Linked DNA regions of Sus scrofa: all the other regions are linked to region 1. Evidence: chromatin contacts called from public HiChIP or PLAC-seq data. All regions are on one chromosome and are shown on one strand. Each heading gives the region's core, a stretch centred on a gene start, on an enhancer-like site or on the middle of the called end of the contact. The rest is flanking DNA. Distances are from core to core; before and after follow the strand shown.

The links. HiChIP or PLAC-seq counts read pairs in DNA pulled down with a chosen protein or histone mark.
Region 2: a contact with region 1 is called in an H3K27ac HiChIP or PLAC-seq map of alveolar macrophages. The contact joins the enhancer-like site here to the promoter of RAP2B in region 1. A contact is called at or near these places in 1 of 5 promoter capture datasets (liver), 19 of 47 Hi-C or Micro-C datasets (alveolar macrophages, blood, brain and 10 more) and 1 of 2 datasets of contacts at active chromatin or transcription factors (alveolar macrophages).
Region 3: a contact with region 1 is called in an H3K27ac HiChIP or PLAC-seq map of alveolar macrophages. The contact joins the enhancer-like site here to the promoter of RAP2B in region 1. A contact is called at or near these places in 1 of 5 promoter capture datasets (fetal skeletal muscle), 12 of 47 Hi-C or Micro-C datasets (adipocytes, brain, embryonic fibroblasts and 7 more) and 2 of 2 datasets of contacts at active chromatin or transcription factors (alveolar macrophages and skeletal muscle).

What each region holds. Positions count from the first base shown.
Region 1 is chr13:93,306,745-93,309,444 of Sscrofa11.1, reverse strand. RAP2B (RAP2B, member of RAS oncogene family) reads right to left here and starts at 1,333. Exons shown (of 1, transcript NM_001123185.1): 1 at 782-1,333. The coding sequence starts at 1,333. The coding sequence ends at 782.
Region 2 is chr13:93,400,772-93,403,471 of Sscrofa11.1, reverse strand. No RefSeq gene overlaps it. Among named protein-coding and RNA genes, the nearest start is that of RAP2B, 94 kb to the right of the region's middle. Within about 2 kb of position 1,446, at least 18 of the 83 cell types and tissues checked have an H3K27ac peak or open chromatin away from gene starts, as enhancers often do. A contact at or near this core is called in alveolar macrophages and retroperitoneal adipose tissue, where this site is marked.
Region 3 is chr13:93,204,581-93,207,280 of Sscrofa11.1, reverse strand. No RefSeq gene overlaps it. Among named protein-coding and RNA genes, the nearest start is that of RAP2B, 100 kb to the left of the region's middle. Within about 2 kb of position 1,315, at least 2 of the 83 cell types and tissues checked have an H3K27ac peak or open chromatin away from gene starts, as enhancers often do.

The DNA of each region.
Region 1 (2,700 bases), core at 84-2,583:
TACAGTAGGTAAACAAAAATAGATTTTTTTTTTCCACAAATATCAGCAGACACATTCTGGCACCCCACACTGTATTGGCATCAGTGTTAACAGTCCCAGTTCAGATGTGCAATACTTCAGATTGGATACACTGTAACAAGAATCCAACTTTGCATAGACATCCTCAGAATCATAATCAGTCACGGGGTTGCCCTTCCAAGCTGGCAGAAAAGGAACCCGATCTTAATTTCCAGCTACTCCTGGAAAACGAGGAAAAAAAACAAAAGTTTTTTCCTCTCCTCCTGCTCCTTCATTTGGTTCTCCCGGACTTCCTTCCGAGTATTTAAAACTTGGAACGAGAAAAACGGTTTTGGACAGAAAAACAAAAACAAAAAACTCCCCCTTTCCAACCTTCTCCCCGTCCTCTTCCTCCCCCACCCCATTTTTTTTTTTTTTTTTTTCTCCAGGCTGAAACTTTCGCTTGCCGGTGTCAAGCTGCCAATACAGCGCCCCAACGGCTGCGTCAATGGGGAAATAACGCGTCAACCAAAATCAATGAGAAACGTACATGCCGCAAAGAGCCACATTTCCATCGGGTCTCGGATGGTCAGAACGGCACACCCCCTCGGACACGGGGCAGAGGCAGGGGACATGGCCACGGGGGCCAGCCGGGCTCCCGGGACACCCCGGCCGATGCAAAGTCGTCTCCAATCTCAAAGCAAGAAGAGAAATCACATTTAGAGTCGGGTGCGTTTGGCTTTTGTGCGCAGAGCTCGGCCGGCGCGCGGCAGCCGCGGGCGCCTCAGAGGATCACGCAGGCCGAGCAGCAGCCCTCGTCTCCGTTGGGCTGCGCCGCGTAGTTCATCTGCCGCACGATCTCGGCAAACAGCTCGTCCACCGAGGCTTTGTTTTTGGCCGATGTCTCCATGAAGGGGCAGCTCCACTCCTCGGCCAGGGCCTTGCCCTCGCCGTAAGAGACCTCGCGCTCGCCCTCCAAGTCCACCTTGTTGCCCACCAGGATCATGGGCACTCTCTCGTACCGCTTTACGCGGATGATCTGGTCCCGCATAGGCTTGATGTCCTGGAAGCTCTGCTGGTTAACGAGGCTGTAGACGAGGATGAAACCCTGGCCGTTCTTGATGTACAGGTCCCGCATGGACGCGAACTGCTCCGTGCCGGCCGTGTCCAGGATCTCCAGCACGGACGGCGACGAGTCCACCTCGATCTCCTTGCGGTAGAAGTCCTCGATGGTGGGGTCGTACTTCTCGATGAAGGAGCCGGTCACGAACTGCACGGTGAGCGCGGACTTGCCCACGCCGCCCGAGCCTAGCACCACCACTTTGTACTCTCTCATGGCTCCGTCGGCGCTCGCCCGTCGGGGCTGCGCGCCGTAGTAAGGCTGGGCTTGGCGGCTGGACTTCTACCCTTCCTCAGCTCCGCAGGAAAAACTCAGGAGCGAAATGGCCGAGGAGCGCAGAGCGCGGAAATCACCGAGCGGGGGCCGGGCGCCGGGCCGGCCGGCAGCGGCAGCGCGTCCCTGGGGCGCAGGTCCGGGGCCCCGCAGCAGCCCGCGGCGGCAGCGGCAGCGGCAGCCTGGGCGGCGGAACCGGAGGACAATGCCGGCAGCCTGTGCAAAGCGAAGGCTGCAGCTTCTCGTCGCGGCAGCCCAGAAGGGCGAGGAGGCGGCGGAGGTAGCGGGCTGCGGAGGCGGCAGCTAATTGCGCGTCGGGCCGGGACGCGCGTGGCATGAGTCCCCGCAGAGCGTGCGCCCACCGCCGCGGCCCATGGAGCTCTCTTCCTCAGCCTCCGCGGGGCGAGGGCTTCCTACTCGCCGCGCGCAGCCCGGCCCTCCCCGCCCGGACGAGCATGCCCAGTGCGCCGCCGCCGGCCGCTCCCGCCGGATCCGCTGCTCCTGGTTTTCCAGGGAGCCGGGCGGAGGCGGGGTTGTGGGTGGGGCTCGCGATTTGAGTCGGGACTAGCGGATTCGCCGGAGGCTCTGGTCTCCCAGCAAGAGGACAAATGTGCCGGGATGTGTAGGTGTTTGTGGCGGGCTGGGAGAGCTCCAGTGGGAGGTTGGAGGCAGCCTTCTTTCGCCGCTCTGGGTTCATACATAGGGGCTCAGGCTCTTCGAGAAGCGAGTGGGTGCGGCAGCCACCCCCTCACTCCTCCCTGGGAATAGGGAGGATTGGGCTCTTGCCTCGCATCATTCAGAGCCCGTAGATCCCACTTCCCAGACCCCCGGAGGGTGTGTCTCCCGGGATTGAGACCCAAAGGACGTTTGGGTGTTTGGCGGGAAGACCATCTTCCCCTACCCAAGGCGCAGCTCTTTCTACCCGACCTTCTCTGGCCTACTCTCCCGCACTTTCATCTCTGGGACAAAGAAAACGGGAATGCTGGGTCTGAAACCCTGTTGCGACTAGGGAAAGGGCTGCCTCTACTAACCAGAGCTGTCTTCGGGCTAGGGTTCCGCGGGCCACCCCGCCCCCCCACTCGCCCCCTCCCCCGCCCCAGTCAGCTGGGGCCAAAATCTGGAGAGCGGATTACAGTCCTATCCAAAGCGGCGGTGGCGCCCGCAGCTAGTCAGGGCATGCTCAGTGCACAGAGCAGGTTTGGGGGCTTGGAAGTAGGAAGCTTGTGCACCACACACCCACACTCTAGCTCAAATTACCTCTCCCAGACTCTGGACCCATTGGTCCCGGGGCGCAAATCTCACACCCTCAA
Region 2 (2,700 bases), core at 197-2,696, 94 kb before region 1:
GAAAGTTTCTTTATGCTTTTCTAGGTGTCATAATTCCTAAGAAGTGACGCTAAATGAAGATTTTTAACTTCTAAGTTCTTATCCTGCTCACAAATTCATCTATAACAAGAGACAATGAACCTGACTTAAAGAGAGATATTAAAGAGAAAAGTAAACACTTATAATTCAAAGATGCAGGTTCCACAAACTCGGTGTTTTTACTCATTAACAAATAGCTTAGTTATGTGTCATTTGTTTATTTGCACATTAATTTTATAAATGATTTATTAATTTAAAACACCAGAACACCGAATTACATTAAGGGTGAAATAGGCTGATGATTTAAATTTGGAGCAATAAACTATTACTTTGAACACATTCATTTTATTGTCAATAACGACAGTAGATCTTTAAAACCTTTTAAAATATAGTGGAAATAATGCTTTCTTTTTAATTGTTAGAGAAAGTGCTTCTCTTGGCTTATTAAGCACCTGATATTTACAGCATAATTAAGCCTTTCCTTTACATTTAGAATGGATAAACAACAAGGTCCTACTGTATATTACAGGGAAATATATCCAATCTTCTGGGATACGTATGTATAACTGAGTCACTTTGCTGTATAGCAGAAATTGGCACAACATTGTAAATCATCTACAATTTAGTAAAAAAAAAATTTAAAAATTAAAAAAACAATTAAGCCTTTCAATTTTCAAATGAAGAGAATAATCTCATTTTGCTACTTTCTATTAATCGTATTTCTCCTCAGAGTAGGAAACATGCCATATTATGTCTATATCTGAATAAATCTTTTACAACTAAATACCTCAAACTCGCTTAACTCCTTTGCAAAGAAAAGAAAAAATGCTTTGATCTCTATAGTTCAAAACTTATTTCCTCTCCCTCTTTGCTGATCTCCAAGCAAGTTAGCACATTACAGCCATCTGCTCCTGACTTCTCCCACCACCAGTCCTATCCAAACACAACGAAGTCACTGCACTTCCTGGTGCTAGTCACCCTTCTGTGGAGTCATCATCACATGATATTTTCCTGTCGTCCCTGAAGTGACTCAGTTTTCAGGATGCAACTCCTAAATGGTTGATTTCACTAGCACTTCATCTTCCTATAATCTCATGACACTCCCTCTCTTTTACCTTATTAACATCTTTGCCGCTCTCTCACCTTGCAACCTATTACATTTAGGTTCCCCAATTTGGAAGTCTTTATCCACACGCTCATTCTATCTTCTGTCTCTTGTATCATCCACTCTGCCGTCCCCTGCTGCCTACAGTATGACTTTGCAGACGTTATCTTAGCATTCTGCAAATGAAACCTTACTTCCCTTCAATTTCCTAGTAAATCAAATCCTATGTCTTACTTAAGAGCCTCTATCTTTCTGTTCACCCATCTGTCCTCTTACTCTGCTTCTCAAATAGAAAGTCTGCTAATTCATAGCTTTCAAATATGGAGGCAGGAAGTCAGGAACCCAAGAGATTACAATCTGAGAGTGACACAGGCAAGGCTGAGAACTGATCGAGGGCTTTTGTACTATCTTATCTGTGAAACTTCCTCTCCCCTCAGGTTCTCCACATAGTCTCAGATTTTACTATAAACTGAAGCAAAACATGAAATATCAGTAGTTGATATGATGAAATTACATTGACTGCCATAAATGTGTATTAAATAATCTGCTCTGCTAATGGAGAAATACTAGAATTGGTAGCACTAACTCTCTGCCATTTAATTTTAAACTTCTTATTGTCACTTACTTTTTGGAAATACAATATTGACAATGAAAGTACTGACTTTTTAGTTTTCCATCTTTGTCACTTTGAATTCTATTACAGGTAAGCACTTTAATACTATATTAAATATACAGGTGCTATTATAATAGAGGTAATGTCCCTCAGTCAGTACCATGCCAGGAAAAACTGTTGTTGACTTTACACCGTCTCAATCCCCCAACACAGTATTCTGAACATGAACTTATGATGAAGGATGGTGGGGTATGCACCTGCCAATTCATGTGATTATTGTTCTCTAGTCCATCTATCCATGCTTTTCTGTGATTATCATTAAATCATGATCTTGCATATAACCTTTCCAATCTGAAGCAATACATAGACTTGTATGTGCACACACTTACACTTCTTTGGGTAATTCTTACTCTTACATTCAAGGCCTTCCACAATCAGTTTCTTGTTGATTTCTTTGACCCAACCTCTGTTATATCTCTACACAAATCAGCAATCACAGCAGCAGGCACAAGGAGTGTGGCTTTAAACATTTGCCAAATCCTGGATTTTGGAATTCTAGGACTTCCTCATAAATATCAAAGCCAGAGCAGAAGAGAATATGGATAAAATGCTCCTAAGTTTTTTTTTACCCAACAGTGATACTAGCCAAAGTCAGCAGCAAAAGCAACAGGTCAGAAGTGCCAAGAAATCCTCTCTTCTTTGCCCCAGTCTTATTTATATAATTTGTATTTAACGCAGTTGCCAGTAGGCAGAGATCCTCTTGGCTGAGCAAAATAGAGAATGTCCAAAGAGTTTTGACGTTTTAACTAGAGCTGGTCAAAAGTCCACTACCTCTAAGCTACACTTACGGTGAAAAGAATGCAAATCATTCTTTTCTGCATGTTTATTATTTTGTCTCTCCCTTCTCACAAAGTCTAGCTGACTGCTAGGCAGTTTTTCTAAATTTATTAGCCTAACTTCTCTT
Region 3 (2,700 bases), core at 66-2,565, 100 kb after region 1:
TCTAACTGATTAGGGAGAAAGATGTAAAGAAACAGAATCCAGTGCATATTCTCTATAGAAAAGCTTCACATCTCCCTTTTTAAACAGTGCGTCTTAATTGAACATTGCAGTCACCTTCCTCATCACCTAATACCTTCTCCAGTAAATAGAGGTGAGGAAACAAAATGAACAAGTTCAAAACCTGAGTGTACACTGATTCCTCAGTCTCTGGGATATGCTATGGATAACACAAATAAATAAAAGCACATTGAGTTTGTAAAATAAATGAGTATGGCAATTCTACCTCCACCCCAAGCGTGCAGGTCTATGCAATTTAGAAGGAGCAAGAAGAACAACATCTGGGTCCAAGGAAGATTTTGCCTGTGAAAAACACTGCTAATTATGGTCCATAAAGAAGAGGAAAATGGTGAACTTTCCACTCAGGGTATAATCCTTAGGGAAAAAAACAACCAATTCAGAAAATGGATCAGGGATTCAAATTCTGTAAAGTGAAATCCCATGAACAGCTCTGTTCCTGTAGTTAAGTGGCTGTGACATTGTGTGGAGATGACAGAAGGGGGTGTGTGTGTGTATGTGTGAATGCACATGCATGCACACAAATAAATAAATGCACATATATTTCAAAATTATACCTACAAAAATAAATCACTGGTCAGTTACTCCTTGACTGATTATTTGGGCAGAGGAGTATACCCAAGTTTTAGTACAGAATACAGAGGAGAAAAAAAGGGTTTTATCATTCTTTGGATGGAATTTGATTCACAGCCAAATTAATTTATCTTTCCAGTGTCCTCCCCACCCCCCACCCCTTCCCTAGACAGGGCTTGGGAAATAATACATCTTTTTTTCATGAGACCAAACACAAATATTTTGGTTCCCTAGATTTTATCATGGTATAAACACCTAAAGGAGATATAAATGTTGTGAAAACTCTGTAATAGCTGGAAGGCAGAAGCAGTGGGGAATTTTTTAGGATACGCTTTGAGAGCAAGTTGTGGCAGAATATTAAGCAGGGAATACAGGAATGATGTCCAGTAACTCTATAATTCTCAAGAGAAGAGAGTCACTCAAGTATTTCTAAAGAAACAGAGCAGTGTGTGTATCAGAAGATGAAAAGGGCAAAATAAATAACTGCTGTTGTATAAGATAAAGGAGTAGAAATGACTTACTGTGAAGGAAAGGGCTTCACAAAATTGTAGTGGACCTAAAAAGACTATTTTTAAAATTTACTGTGAATGCCAAGTGATAATGAAAAACGTATGTGCATCTTTGCCCAAATAACAGAAAAATAAAGTAGAAACTGGACAGCAGAAACCTTGTCCCTTTTCCACAGTGAAGAGTTCCTGTTTTAGCTGCACTTTTTCTCCAGTCAGAGGGAACTAGATTATTTGGGCGCCATCTAATGATGAAACAGAGGAAGGCAACTAAAAGAGTTAGAATTTTGTTTTATTTTGGTATTTCCTACATAGGAAAAATTAGTGTAATGAAATAGTTAAATTTCAGGGGCAAGGCATTAATTTGAAACTTATTAATGAAATTGGTACTCACTGGTATAAGCAAAAATCTGTAGGTAATTTGGAGAAGCCAAGAACTTTGCCTCTCAGTTTTTGCTCAATCTCCACCATCCAGAATGAGATCTAGAATACTATATAAACCTTATATGTAAATATGTTTGAATCAAAATGAATAAATAGTGTCAAAAATTACAGGATTTCAGAGACTATGTATCTTATTCTCCATATATTTTGCATTTACCTACACTTTTTGAACAGATGGTGCAACTATTGTGTTTTTTGTTTTTTGTTTTTTTTGTCTTTTTAGGGTCGTATCCACAGCATATGGAGGTTCCCTGGCTAGGGGTTGAATCAGAGCTGTAGCTGCTGGCCTACACCACAGCCATAGCAATGCCAAATCCTTAATCCACTAATCAAGACCAGGGATCGAACCCACGCCCTCAAGGATGCTAGTAGGCTTTGTTGACCACTGAGCCACGACAGGAACTCCATAAGTGATTTTAAATAACAAAATTATAATTCTTTACACTAAAGCATTGTAATTGTTGTAGATTCCTCAAAGTCATGTTAGGAGATTTTTGCAGAGTTTGAAATGGAATATCAGAAAGTCTAGGCTATTCAAACTCTAAAAATTGTATTATTTAGCTTTATCTGCTAATTTATTTATTTTTATTTTGCACATTTGCAGGGAAGGGAGGAAATGAATATATGTTTCTGATGAGCTAGGTGTCATATATTAATTTATGTAGCACTCACAAAGAAGGCAGTTGGATGGGTTAAAAAATCTGAAGCTCAGAGGTTTATATAGTTACATAGCTCACTCAACATTTTTTGGCTTTCAAGTCCATAATAACATGTTAGACATGAGTGGTTTATGTTTGTTTGTTTTTTAGGGTTTTTTATTTTTGATGGTTTTTCTATATCCTGATATCCTCCATCCCTCTTTCATAATTGCCTAAGCTTGTCATTTCAATACCATTGCCTGGGACCAAGGAATTGGTTTTAGGGTTGGACATGGTAACCCATTTATGAGACGGAGAAAAAGTCTTCTAGAAAAGTTTCTTATCCCGATAAAAAGAATCATGAAAGAGAAATGTTCCCTTTGCTGCCTCTTGACAGTGGTTTCTGAAATTGTTATGCCTGATGTTGCTGCAATTATCCTGTGTCCATGAGAGGAATGAGTTTA